2 separate regions of the Ovis aries genome follow, and region 1 is linked to region 2. Evidence: chromatin contacts called from public Hi-C data. All regions are on one chromosome and are shown on one strand. Each heading gives the region's core, a stretch centred on a gene start, on an enhancer-like site or on the middle of the called end of the contact. The rest is flanking DNA. Distances are from core to core; before and after follow the strand shown. Region 1 overlaps XYLT1 (xylosyltransferase 1). Region 2 holds the start of XYLT1 (xylosyltransferase 1).

The links. A called contact is a pair of places that touch in the nucleus more often than the background predicts.
Region 1: a Hi-C map of blood shows a contact between it and region 2, with 2.5 times the contacts expected there. The contact joins the enhancer-like site here to the promoter of XYLT1 in region 2. A contact is called at or near these places in 2 of 16 Hi-C or Micro-C datasets (both in blood).

What each region holds. Positions count from the first base shown.
Region 1 is chr24:16,140,479-16,147,608 of ARS-UI_Ramb_v3.0, reverse strand. All of the region lies in intron 2 of XYLT1 (xylosyltransferase 1), which reads right to left. Among named protein-coding and RNA genes, the nearest start is that of XYLT1, 120 kb to the right of the region's middle. Within about 2 kb of position 3,233, at least 15 of the 54 cell types and tissues checked have an H3K27ac peak or open chromatin away from gene starts, as enhancers often do.
Region 2 is chr24:16,025,165-16,031,675 of ARS-UI_Ramb_v3.0, reverse strand. XYLT1 (xylosyltransferase 1) reads right to left here and starts at 3,053. Exons shown (of 12, transcript XM_027961195.3): 1 at 2,697-3,053. The coding sequence starts at 3,053.

The DNA.
Region 1 (7,130 bases), core at 1,984-4,483, 120 kb before region 2:
ATATCAAAGATCACAGGTTGAAGCTTACCATAACAAAATGAAAAATCTGAAATATGGTTAAGGATTACCAACATATGACACAGACAAGAAGTGAGTGAATGTTGTTGGGAAAATGATGCCAACAGATTTGCTCAAAGCATGGTTGCCCCAAGACTTAAACTTGCAAAAAAAAAAAAAAAAACCAGTACAGTAAGTCCCCACATATAAACCTTCCAGTCGGGAGCTATCAAAGATATGAATGTGTGTGCCAGCCCCTGCATGCCAGGTGTTGTACTGTACCACTGTACTTTTCAAGACACTAGTGTAAGATTAAAAATGTTTTCTTCATTTTTTGTGTTTGTTTTTTATGTATTATTTGTATGAAAAGTATTATAAACCTATTACAGTACAGTATTATATAGCCAATTGTGTTCATTGGGTACCTAGGTTAACTTCGTTGGACTTACAAACAAATTGGACTTAGGAACACACTCTCAGAATGGAACTTGCTCTTATGCAGAGGACTTAACCATATCTGCAAAGTGCAATAAAACAAGGTCTGCAAGCTCCCCACGTACATTTCACATGACAGGTGACCTCTGCTGCTGCTGCTGCTGCTAAGTCACTTCATTGTGTCCGACTCTGTGAGACCCCATAGATGGCAGCCCACCAGGCTCTCCCGCCCCTGGGATTCTCCAGGCAAGAACACTGGAGTGGGTTGCCATTTCCTTCTTCAATGCATGAAAGTGAAAAGTGAAAGTGAAGTTGCTCAGTCATGTCCAACCCTCAGCAACCCCATGGACTGCAGCCTTCCAGGCTCCTCCATCCATGGGATTTTCCAGGCAGGAGTACTGGAGTGGGGTGCCATTGCCTTCTCTAGGTGACCTCTAAAGACTTATTTAACTCCTCCCTGAGCCTCAGTTTCATTATCTAAGAGTGAGGACACTGACCACACCTCTTCCCAGTGTTCCTGGATGGTGCATCAGCACGTGAGTTAGCACACATGTAGCAGTGGGCACCGTGCTGGCACTGTAAGTGCCTGGCAAGTCTCGGGTATCACCCAGCACATCTCAAGGAGGCCAAGGATGAGAGCTCTGCCATCCGGCATCCAGGAAAATGGAGCTAACAGATTCACCAACAGATACAACTTTTTAAAAGTGCTCCAACCCACTCATATCTAAAATGCAAATCAAAACAGTAAGTACTGTTTTTACTCTTTGTTTTGACACAGATTATACAGATTGATAATCACCAGTGCTTCTGAGGGAAGAAACAGGAAATCACTCCCATAGGTGTTTTGAAGGAACCTCTGCATAAGACAGTTCCACTAGGCCTGCCAAAACCTAAATACCTACACACCCTTTGAACCAGCCACCCCAGATACAGGCATTCGCCCTACAGATGTACACACTCAATTGTGGAGAGGTGTGTGTACAAGAACGGCAGCATGAAGACAGGAAAAGGAGAGAGAGAGAAACAATCTAAATGTCCACCAACAAGAAATCAGTTAAGTAGATGATGGGATGTTTCATTCATTCAACTAATATTTACTGAACAGTTTCTACATACCAGACACCATGCTAGATGCTGGGGATAACTGGAGAAAATAGAAAGCAGCTAAAAACAATGAAGACGAGTGATGGATGCTGTTATAAACGGACATCTAGGATATAGAGAGAAAAACAGAGTTATTATAAAATATCTTTCTTTAGATTCTGTTTCAAGGAAACAAAAATTCCTGCCTATGCAACCCCGTCACCATACCCACACTAACATGCAAAGGAAATACGTGGAAGGAGAAATAAGAAAATAATAGCAGTTACCGCTGAAGACCGGAAAAAAGGGGGTATAAGGATTCACTTCACACTCTTTTGTATTATTTGATTGTATTTATTTATTAGTGTGTGATTGTACTGCTTTATATGCGTTCAACCCACAGTAGGTCCAGTGTCCAGAATGAAACCGCTTCTCATGGCCTCCACTGGGAGCTGGTCCACACGATCACTGCACGGCTCTGGATATTCAACAGCCTCCTCCCTCTCCAGTCTCCCTGGGCCTGCTCTTGACTGACGACCATGTGTTTTCAGCAGGGCGTAACTAATCCCGTTTTTAAAAGTCAGGCCATGTCACTCCTCTGCTCAAATTCCTCCTGGGGCTCCCCAGGGTGGAACATAAGCAAAGTCCTTTCTAAGTTCAACAAGATTTTAAAGACCTGGCCCCACCTCCTCCCCTCTCTCCCTTGCTCATTCTTGCTTTAGCCACGCTGGCTTCTATGGCGCAACAACAATGCCAAGCACAACCCACCTCAGGGCCTTTGCACTGGCCACTCTCTGTTCCTCACCCACTACGCTCTTCAGGTCTCTGTTCAAACACTGCCTCATTTCCATGCTGCCCACCCCAGTTCCACCAAAGTCAAAGGCCTCAACTGATTTGGCCTGGCCCGTCCCTCCTCTACCCAAGTGTCCTCCTTAGCAACTGTAACCATCTGACGTAACATCAAAACACACACCATCCACCTAGAATGAGAACATGGGAGAGCACAGACTTCTGTCTTGTTCACTGTTGTCTCTCTAGCCCCTAAAGCAGTGTCTGGCACAAAGCAGGCACTTAATAAATATTCTATGAATGAACTAACTGATAATATAATAAGAAAGGAGAATATAATACATTATTGATCATGTGTACGTGTGTACCAAGTCCCTTCAGTCATGTCTGACTCCTTGCGACCCTATGGACTGTAACCCACCAGGCTCCTCTGTCCATGGGATTCTCCAGGCAAGAATATTGGAGTGGGTTGCCATGCGCTCCTCTAGGGATCTTCCCAACCAAGGGACTGAACCCACATCTCATGTCTCCTGCATCGGTAGGTGGGTTCTTTACCACTAGCACCACCTGGGAAGTCCATTATTGAACATAGCAACAGTTAAAAAAACAGAACCAGAAAAAGATCTCAAGTCCCAAAAGGAAAATTTAAAAATAAATAAATGAATAAAGATTAAAAGCAAACACGTTTCTAGCCACAGAGAACAGGGTGGAGAAACACTCAAGGACAAACTGACACGTAAACAAGTAACTTCTGGCATGGCACACAGGGGTCTGGTTGTTCTAAATCGATGCTCCGCACATAGGACCCTTTCACAGAGTCCGGGCGTAAAGACCTGCTTGTATGAATGCAGTACAGTGAGAGCCTAGTAACCAGGGAGTAAAACCAACCAGTTTGAACACGTTACAGAGTCGGTCCCAAAGCCGCAGACTATTTCCGGGTGTCAGGCAAGCCCACACCCTCCTGCGAGAACCAAACCACAGCAAATCTGCCAACCCTGACGCCTGCAGGTTTCAGAAGCCCCGCCTGGAACTCAGCCCTCACCTCACCAGGCACTCGGTCTAAAAACGACTAGACTGGGGTTCAGAGATGGGGTTAGGGTTTCCAGACCCCAGGAGTACACTAGGGCCCTTTAACCTTTTGCTGGAACATTTGCGTTTTCCTTTGTATCTCATCTCACCAGCCCCGAAAGGCTGGGCATGTGCTGATTTGTATAAACTCTACCCTCTCGCTCCACCCCCATAAAGTCACTTTAGAGTGAAGACTTAAAATCCAGTGACATTTATACGGGGGTGTCCAACCCCGTGGACTTCACCTAACCCTTCCCAGCACTGTTTTATGACATAGTCACTGCGAAAACCATACTCAGGCCAGTGGTTCTCAGCTGGGGTCAACTTGGCCCCTAGGGGACATTTGGCCGTGTCTGGAGATACTGTGGGTTGCAGCAACGGAGGAGGGGGTGCCACTGGCACCTAGTGGGTAGGTCCCAGCTCTGCTGCCCAGGACAGTGCCCACGATGAAGAGCCATCCAGTCCAAAAGGCCAGGAGTGCCTCAGCTGAGCAAGCTTGGTGTATGAGCAGGGGGAACAGTGAGGCAGCCCTGGGGAAGGGGGACCCTTAAGTGATGGGCAGGTCAGAGGCAAAAGAGTTGATCAGACTTGGCCCATCCTCTGCCTGGGGGTTACTGAGATGGTCGACGGCCGGCTGGCTAAGGAAGCTGTGGGGCTCTTGACCAGGGGCAGCTCCACTGCCCGGGCTAGGGGAACCTCTCACCTCACCTCACCTCACCTCACGTCAAGAAGATGCTCTTTCATTAGAAGAACTGTGCCTGCCTGTGTTGTTCAGTGGACTGCTCGGAGTCCAGGCAGACCTGGGCTTCTCTTACACGGTCACAACACAGCCTGCCCCCACCCTGTGCGCAGGCAAACGTCCCAGCTCATTCATAGGACACAAGTACCTGGCTCAGCGATCAGAAACATCCCACTATTTTAACGAATGCTATTCCCCTCTCTACAAAGAGGGAACCAGCCATCCAAATAAAGAAGGAAGAAAAAAAATCCCGGCAAGGAGAGAGTGCCAGTGTCCTCATCCTGGCCAGGGCACAGGCTGGGGAGACAAAGCAAGGAGGCCGAAGAGCCTTACTCTGGGCACCTGCTCCTTACACAGGAGAGAAAGCGGGGTGGGGTCAGTATTTACAAGTGATAATGGGGCACACTCACCCCACCCTCTAAAGAGCCCAGGGAGGTAGGTGTCATGGCTGCTTTATCCAGGAGGGAAACTGAGACTCAGGAAGTTGAAAACCTTCTGGAAGGCGATGCATTCAATAAGGGAAGAGGCCAGGATTTGAAGCCAGGACTGTAAGAGGGATCCTAAATGTGTACTTCCTGCCAGGCATGGTTCTCGTTGTAGCTGATTAGTTGCTAAGTCATGTCCGACTCTTCGAGACCCCATGAACTTCAGCACACCAGGCCTCCCTGTCTGGCTTCACTCTCTCCTCGAGCTTGCTCAGACTCATGTCCATTGAGTTAGTGATGCCATCCAGCCATCTCATCCTCTGTCAACCCCTTCTCCTCTTGCCTTCAATCCTTCCCAGAATCGTGGTTTCCTTTCCAGTCAATCGGCTCTTTGCATCAGGTGGTCAAAGTATTGGAGCTTCAGCTTCAACATCATTCCTTCCAATGAATATTCAGGGTGGATTTCCTTTAGGATTGACTGGGTTGATTTCCTTGCTGCTGTTCAAAGGACTCTTAAGAGTCTTCTTCATCACCACAGTTTGAAAGCATCAATTCTTTGGTGCTCAGCTTTCTGTGCGGTCCAACTCTCACATCCACACGTGACTACTGGAAAAACTGTAGCTTTGATTATACGGACTTTTGTTGGCAAAGTGATGTCTCTGCTTTTTAATACACTGTCTAGGTTTGTCATAGCTTTTCTTCCAAGGTGCAAGCGTCTTTTAATTTCGTGGCTGCAGTCACTGTCTGCATTTGAAGCCCGAGAAAATGAAATCTGACACTGGTTCCACTTTTTCCCCCTCTATTTGCCATGAAGTGATGGGACCGGATACCACGATCTTTATTTTTTTGAACGTTGAATTTTAAGCCAGCTTTTTCATTCTCCTCTTTCACCTTCTGCTTCATACATATTAGCCCATTTGACCATCCCAACTGCCCAGGATGCAGCTACTGCTGGTACCTTCTAATTTGCTAACGAAATTGAGGTACAGCATCAGCTGGTATATGGAACGTCTCACGGCAGGTCAGCAGTGAGCCAGGCGGTCTGCTGCAAAGTCTACAAGGCCCTTTCCTGCCCCACCAAGGGGCTGTGTGGCGTGGCCGGGCTGCCCTGAACTACTCTGCATCTGAACCCCAGTGGGATGCAGAATCCTGTCTGCACAGAGGACCACACACAGAGCACTCCAGGAGCCTGCCAGCGAGGAGAATGAGTGGAACAGATCACGAGGGTGACCCTGGGCCCCATCCAAAGGGGGCAGCTGGTCCTTGCCACTAGCTGATGTCTCAAGGTTCAATGTGGTTTTACCTTCCAATTTACCACAAACCCTCCAAACCCCCGCTCCACACCAAACAAATAAAAACCCTGTGTGTCAGTAGGAGATGCCACCAGAAAGCCTGTGTATGACTCTGGGTCTAGGATGTCCTGAGAAGGTTAGCTCCTGCCCCCCTACAACTGTACCAGCTATAATTGGGGCAGGCGAGCCACTGGCAAAGAAGTCGCTTAAGCCTCTTGTGTAGCTGGAGTTTCTTTCTTCTAAGCATTGAGCTGGCTGGGCTTTTCCTTCTCAGGACAATAAAGCTGCCCCACAGTCCTCAGCCCCACCCATCTGGCGGCTGCACCACAGTTAACTTGAGTTTTTCCATTCAGTCCCTTTCCTTTCTGTGGAAAAATAAGAGCTGCAGTTCCCAGAAGAAAATTAGAAGGGGTTATTAACAAGACGTTCCTTTTCAGAAAGGCACTGGAACCCAGCAGGGAGGTAGCACTGAGGTTGGACCCAGGGCCCCACCTCTCTGTCCTGCTGGGAGATGACTTCCCAGCCCCCCAGCCAGGACCACTGGGGTTGGAGTACTGGCCACGTGCTAGACCTCCCAAGGGTGCTCAGAGGCAGAGGAGACGGGATGGCACTTCTGAGAAATCAGATTCAAACACTAAGACGGTTATATTTCCTGGAGGAGTGACAGAATGAGAAAAGGAGAGTATGCCAAGGCCTTGCTTGCTGGTAGAAATACCCTGACGTCTCTCTGTGTCTGTCTGTCTGCTCTGGGCTAACAGGGAGGAGTCGAAGCCCTGCCTTCCCCACCTCGCCAGCCTAGATCTTGGTCCCTTCCAGGTGAAGGCGCCCTTCACTGCCTTGGAGCCAAGACGGGCACAAGGGTGTGAGTGACAAGACTCAGAGCAGCCTGGTCCCTGCCTGGGGCATCCTTCCTACACACGTGGGTTCCTCTCAGGCTTTATTTAGTACAGCAATGCTGAGACTGTTTGCTCCTCAGTTTGGTTGAGGGGGTGGGGAGGGGGTGGAGACTGTCCCAAATAGAATTAACAGCTCTGATCTTCCGCCCCGAAAAATGCTCAGACACCCACAAGAGAGTCACTGTTCCCTCCCACTCATCCTGGGGCCTTCCTCTGGTTTGAGGACCCCCTACTCTACCACACAGCAGGGCCGAAAAGGACACTGATTCACGCTGGGAAGCCCCACTGGGAGTGCTATGTTCGGAAGGGGCAAGAGGCCAGCTCAATGTCCATGCCCCGAGGAAACAGATACCACTCTCCTGGGGGACAGCTGAGGACACTTTACAAAGGGACATTTTCTATAAGG
Region 2 (6,511 bases), core at 1,804-4,303:
TGCAGAAGCTCTGGAAAGGTGAGCACAAGGAAGCAGCGAAGTCTGGTTTAGAAAATAACCTGAACACAGTGTCGGCTTGACACTCTTTGAGACATACCCACCACCACCACCACCACCAGTGCTGAGTCTCTCTGCACCCAAAAGCACAACTGCCCACCCCACCCTCTTCAGAGCACAGAGCTGAAACATCATCTCCCGAGCATGCGCCTCACCAGCTCTGTAAAGTCATGGGGATTTTTTTTAAGTCTCACTCCCCAATCTCCCTCCGAGGCATCATGCACCAGCAGCCTCCGCGGGGTCTGCAAGCAGACCGCACGTTCTGAGGGCCTCAGCGGCCTGCCCAAACGGCCTGGTCCTTTCCTCCTAGGCTGCAATCTAAGCTCAGGCAAAGCCGGACTTTGGGAACAGCCTGCCCCCTTCTGGTCTCCTTGAGCTCCGTGGAAGGGCAGGGGCTGGGTGGGCACAGCTACAGGAGGATGGGCCCCCCCGCTCCACCCTGCAGGTCTGCGCTGTGATTACAGGATCTGATAGGGCACGGGGGTAGACATCATCGGGGAAGGGAACAGCAAGGACACGGACGAACAGACTAAATATCCAGTACAAATCCAGGCGAGACGGCAGTGAACAACTGCATGGTAGACAGCCACAAACAAGGGGGGAGGACAGAAAAAAGGGGGACAACAAATACAGGTGTGTCTATATCGGAATGAACTGAGACCCTGGGAGGTGTGTGCAGGGGGACAGTCACTGAACTTGCAGATGAGAGCAGAGTTGCAGAAAAGCAAAGCACCTCAGCTGCTGGAACCGGCATCCCAACAGGAACAGAAGAGGAAAAGAGGCATGCTCCTTCCTACCTTCCCAACTGCTAACCTCAGCGCCGCCCAGCTGGAGGATGAGAGAGGAGGACACAGAACTGAACACCCAGAGAGCAGGTGTGGATGTAGGACCCCAAATGTCAGAGACCCAGGGAGGAATCAGCCAACCAGGCTTGCTTCCCTCCCTCTACTTGTTTCAACAGGTGGTATGTGCATGGGGAAAAGCGCCTCCTGAAGTGCATCTGGACCCCAGATGCAAAGGATACAGTTAGCCCCACACTTCCATGGCTATCCTACATGTTCCCACACTGGGCTAGCAGTGCCTGTCCTGAACCTCCTCTCACCCCACCTCCCCGTAGGGCTCCGACTCCAGAAAGAACTTCTAATTGCATTTCTGCCCAAACACATCACTATCCACTCCTGGAGTTCAAAGGCAGTGTCTGAGAGTACCCTTTGCTACAAATAAGAGGCATTCTGAACATTCTGGTTCCCCACCGGGACTCTCACTCCATCCTCCTCCCCCGGAATGAGGAAAAGACTTCTCCCTGCTACCCACACAGACCAGCCAGCAACGTGAAATGCCATCGCATCACGCCTTGGGCTGGCTCAGCCCACAGACACAAAGAACTGCACTCTGGCAAAGAAGGTTGCCTCTCTGCCTCCAAAGTTTGGCAGATCAAAGGGTATCATGCTGTGTCTGAAGGCAGCCTTCAGTGAAGGCTCCCAAAGCGACAGGTGACAGAGACATGCATTCAGTGCCTAAGAGCCTGAAATTACCCCCTGGTGTCTAATGTCCCCGAGGGTTGGGAGAAGCTCCGTGGGTAAGCGGCAGGGATGAAGATACAGACACATCACGAAGATACAGACACATCCGTAAGCTTGAAGACAGACACGCCCACAGGGTGCCGAGACCCTGGCTCAAAGTTGGGGACTCTGACCTCTCCTGTGTGCTCTGAGTTCAGAGGGCTAAGCAAGGTGGGCCAAAGAAGGTGCAAAAGGCTTCCCAGGAGAGGTCGGGGGCAGGGTAGAAGACACCCAGATGGCCCCAGAAGATCTGCGGAAGGAACAGTTTCAGAGCCTGGATTGTTCACACCCAAGGAGGGCAAAGTAAACCCACAGAAGCCTAAGTTGAGGTGCTGTGATCTGATACACAGCTGGCGACAGGAATGAGCCACACACGAAGACAGAGAGCTGGACACAAACGCCTAGGAGAAGGGGCCATGCCCTGATACTGGAGACAGGGCACCAGGAGAGAGCAAGGTTAGACATGGACAAGGGAGAAAGGAGTCTCAGGCATCCAGGGACGCAAAACAGGAGACTCAAAGTAAGACCGGGCACTGGAGACAGAGTCTTGACTCCGGGGCACGGGTGAGGACCTGGGACACTGATCCCAGACCCCTCTCAGGCCAGGCAAAGACAACGAGGCAGCAGACGGAGGACTGAGTGGTGTGCACCCAGCTGGGCAAAAACCAGAGATGCGCTGAGCACCACCGCCGGAACAGCGGCTGCGGATCCCGGCACGGTCTAGGCGCTTAGACCCGGGGCGAGGCAACAACACCCACAAGCACAGAGCAAGTCGGGGCGCCCAGCTAGAGTGACGGGGACAGGCACCCAGCCAGGCTCCGGTAACCCCCCAAAGCGCCTCCTCTGGAGATAACTTCCCCAGACCCCCAGGGGGCAGTCCTCAGACTAGGGATGGGGCAGGGACCCAGCCCCGGCTTCCAGGGGAAAGAGATGTGGAGTCAGCAGGCTTGGGGAGTCCCGATCTGAGGAGCGGGGTTCAAGGGCTGGGGGGCGGGGAGCGTGGGGTCCGGCCGCCAGCCCTCCGGTTTCCCTCCCTCCATCGCTCCCTCCAGGACGCGAGCCGAAAGGGCATCTTACCAGCGCCCGCGCGGCCAGTGACCCTCGGCTGGCCGGCTGCTGCGCGCGGGGTGCTCCGGGGCCGCCTCCCCGCGCGCGCGCCGGGGGCCCCCGTCCTCCGCCGCCGCCGCCACCGTCTCCTCCTCGGGCTGCAGCCGGCTCGGCGGGCAGGTCCCGGCGCTCGCGGCGCGGGGCCGGGGCCGGGGGCGGCTGCTCCGCACCGCCGGCCGCTGCGCCCCCGCGGCGCTCCCCTGCCCCGGAGTCGAGGCTGCTGAAATTCCACACGACCAGCGTCTGCAGCAGCAGCACGGTGAGCGCCGCGAGCAGCGCCGAGTGCGAGCGCCGGGCCAGCCTCCGGGCGCACGGCGCCGCCACCATCTTCGGAGCGCGGCGGGCGAGCGGGGCGCGGGGACCCGGGGCGCTCCGGGCCGCCCCCGCGCTCCCCGCGGCTCCCGCGGCCGCCGCCGCCGCCGCCTGGGCTCCCGCTCGGGCCGCCGCCGCCGCCTCGGCTCGCCGCTGCTCCTCCTCCGCCGCCGCCGCCGCCGCTGCCGCCGCCGCCGCCTCCACCGCCGCGGCGCGGAGTTTTCAGACGGGCAGGGACCCGGACGTCACCAGGAGGAGGGGAAGGCGGGGAGGCGGGGAGCCGGAGGCCGCGGAGGGGGGCGGCGGGTGCGCGCGCTCGGGCGGGGCGCGCGGGGAGGGCGGGGGCCTCGGCCGCGGGGCTCGCCCGCCCCGCAGCCCCTGCCCCGGGCCCGGGGGCGCGGGGGCTGGGGGCGCGGGGCCGGGGGCGACCTGGGCCTGGGCGGAGAGGGGCGGGCCTGGGGGCGGGGCGAGGGAGGGAAAAGCAGGAGGGAGAGGAAGGGGGCGGCGGCGAGCAGAGAGGGCCCCGGGTCCCGCGGACCCCGGCGGGAGAGGGTGGGGGGAAGGGGGACAGCCCCCGCCCGCTGCCGAGGAGACGAGGCCGGAGGCATGAAAGGAAGAGGGAGCCTGGGGTGAGGGCGGGCCCGCTCAGAATCTAGGGGAGGTCGGGAGGCTCGGGGGTCCTGAGATCCAGCCTTCCATGTGGGAAGCAAGCACGAAACAGCTGAGTGGAGCGAGCTCCCCGCCCGGAGTTTGCGGTCCAGGCGTCTTCTCTGGGCAGAGACGGCTTGGCAGGTGGAGACGCGAAAAACGTGTCAGGAGTGTCTGAGCCAGGGAAGGGGCTCACGCGGCCGATCCCTGGATCCCTAGCTTGAAGGGGAGGGGAGGAGGCTACACCGGAGTGTGCGTGACTCCTGAATCACACCCCGTCCCCTAGTGCCAAAGATGTGCTAAGTGCTTCACTGAGTCACTCCTCTGATCCTTAAGGACCAACAAGCCAGGAGACTTCCAAGCCCAGCTGGCAAACAAGTGCTTTCCTGGGGAGAGAGTGACTCCATGGAGTTCCTCAACCCTTAGGCTGCAAGCCCCAAAGGCTGGTCCCTGCCTTCCACCAGGTCCTTCTCATCCACCCTGAAGCTCGCCTTCCTGACTGCCCAAGGCTCACCTCCTGAGAGAACAAGTGGGTCTTACCTCGCAAAGTCAAGTTCTTTCCCATCAAGGCTGAACTGTCCCGGTGACCTTGAGCCAAGAACTCCTCCCTGGGCCTGAGCGTCCTCCTCTGTCAATGAGGGTTTAGGCTCACAGATCCCAGTGGACTCAAGTTTCATCATCAGCCATCTCTGACTCAGTCTTTCCAGTCTTTCCCTCCGGTGTCCTCTTGCCCAGCAGCCCTGAGCACGTGGTGAGTTCATAGTAGGAGTGGGTGTCCCAGATAAGACTCAGCACTATCCAAAAACCATAGCAGATCAAACCCCCAGCTTGTGAACTGGGGACTCAGGGTGAAGGCTTTGCATCTTATCCACTGTGTTCTTCGACCTGATCCTAACTTTAAAGGGAAGAAAGTGAAAGAATAATGAGAAGGAGGCAGGGGAGAGATTTGTTTCACTTGCTCAACCACAGTCTGTGAACATCAAGGCAAAGTGCAGGAATCCAAAGGTGAGCGAGGCTTAACGTCCCCTTCCGCAAGCCTGGAGTCTCGAGGAGCCAGTTGTGCATGTTGGTCACTAACTAACAGTGAGGTCAGTGTTGCTTTGGAGACGTGCACAAAGTGCTCTGGGTTCATGAGCATGCAGTGGGGGTGGCCACTGAGAAGGTGCTTTCTGGATCCATGTAACAAGCAAACCCATTTCCCTGAACTGGCAGTGTAAAATGCCAACTAGGGAGATCTAAACTCCAGACAAGGCTCAGCTTTCAGACTATCCAAGCCTGGCTGGGCATGTGGCCAAGCATAGAGGCCGCCCCCCTTGGGCTCAGCCCATCTAACCAGGAGTGAGATAGAACGGAGGCAAGCTTCTATAGTCACACAAGTCTTGGCCATCTATTTATCACCTGGGACTATTTTGGTTACAAGTAATACAACATTTATTATGTCTTTAAAAATAGAGTTTACTGCATCATATAACCAAATGTTCCAGAGAAAAGGCATCAGGTGAGGTTTGATCCAGCAACTCAGAACTATGTCCTGGGACTGCTTTTCTTTCCGTCTCTCCTCTCTGCCTTTCATGAGGCCAGCTTCATCCTGAGTTTCTCTCTTCGTGTCACAGCCTGGCATCAGTCGCTCAGACTAATTGTATCTTTTGTTCATTTCTAGCCCAAGAGAAGGAAGGTCAGGATTTCCCAGCATTCTCCTCAAACGTCCAGATATTCTTTCTGATTGAGCCAGCTTCGGGTCACAGGTCACCCCTAAACCAAGCACTGTGGCCAGAAAGATAGAATGTGCTCATCAGCTTGGCCAAGGTCCCATACACCTCCTCTGGCACTGGGGCAAAGCCAGCTTCCCTCCAACCACCCTGTAGAATCTATAGGGATCAAGGTCTTACGGGAAGGTGGGAATAGGTGCAGGGAAGGTTGCTTCTACTCTATGAAGTCACTGTGATGCTTACCTGACTTGGACAGGCCACTCCTTTCCCAGGACTTCAGTTTCTTTAAAGCCAAGTGAAGAATTCAATGAGATGGTCCCCAAGATCATCATGTCATGTCCCCAGAACTCCTGCTTAGTGTCTAAAGAGAGCTTCCCAACCCAGCCGGGACTGCCCTGGAGACACTTGACATCCCTGCCCTCTAGCCCATCTTTGCTTCAGTGGTTCTGCTGCGTTTCTCCTCTAGGCAGCAGTGATGTTATCTGCTTCCTCCACGTGGCACAGTTTAACCAAAGGACTGTTTAACCACAGTCCTTTGGGGCCCACACTCTTGTTCAGCTCCCTCGAGAGCCACAGGCTGGAGTGAGGGTAAGGATCCAGCCCCCTGGGTCCCTGGAGAAAGAGAGAGTTGTTTGTTTATCTCAACTCATAAAATGCCGCCCCAAAAAGAGGTTTAAAAGCTCCGGCAGGTTATGGATGCCATAAACAGCTTATGTGAGGTTTTTAGGATGAAAAATCACCTGAGATAGAGGGAATGGGAAAGCGAGATCCTAGGGACTATTTTCCTGTCCTGAGACAGATCAAGACAGCAGTACCTCAAGCATCTTTGTGGGGCCCAGGTAATGCCTAAGCGTCTGGCAGCAGCAGACTTTCACAACAGCAGCAAGTTTCTTGAGAATTTTAAAAGCTCATTCAGTCATTCAACACAGATGTATTGGACCCTGTTATGTGCTAGGCATCATGCTGGGCAAGTGTGATATACAAATGCAGAAGATTCCCTAAGAAATTTATCTTTTTAAGTGTGCTTCCTACGCTTGCATTAACTGAGAGCCAGAGCTCTGAAGAAGTTCTAGCTGATTTGTGGGATACCTTTCCCTACCCCATCCCTGAATCTTG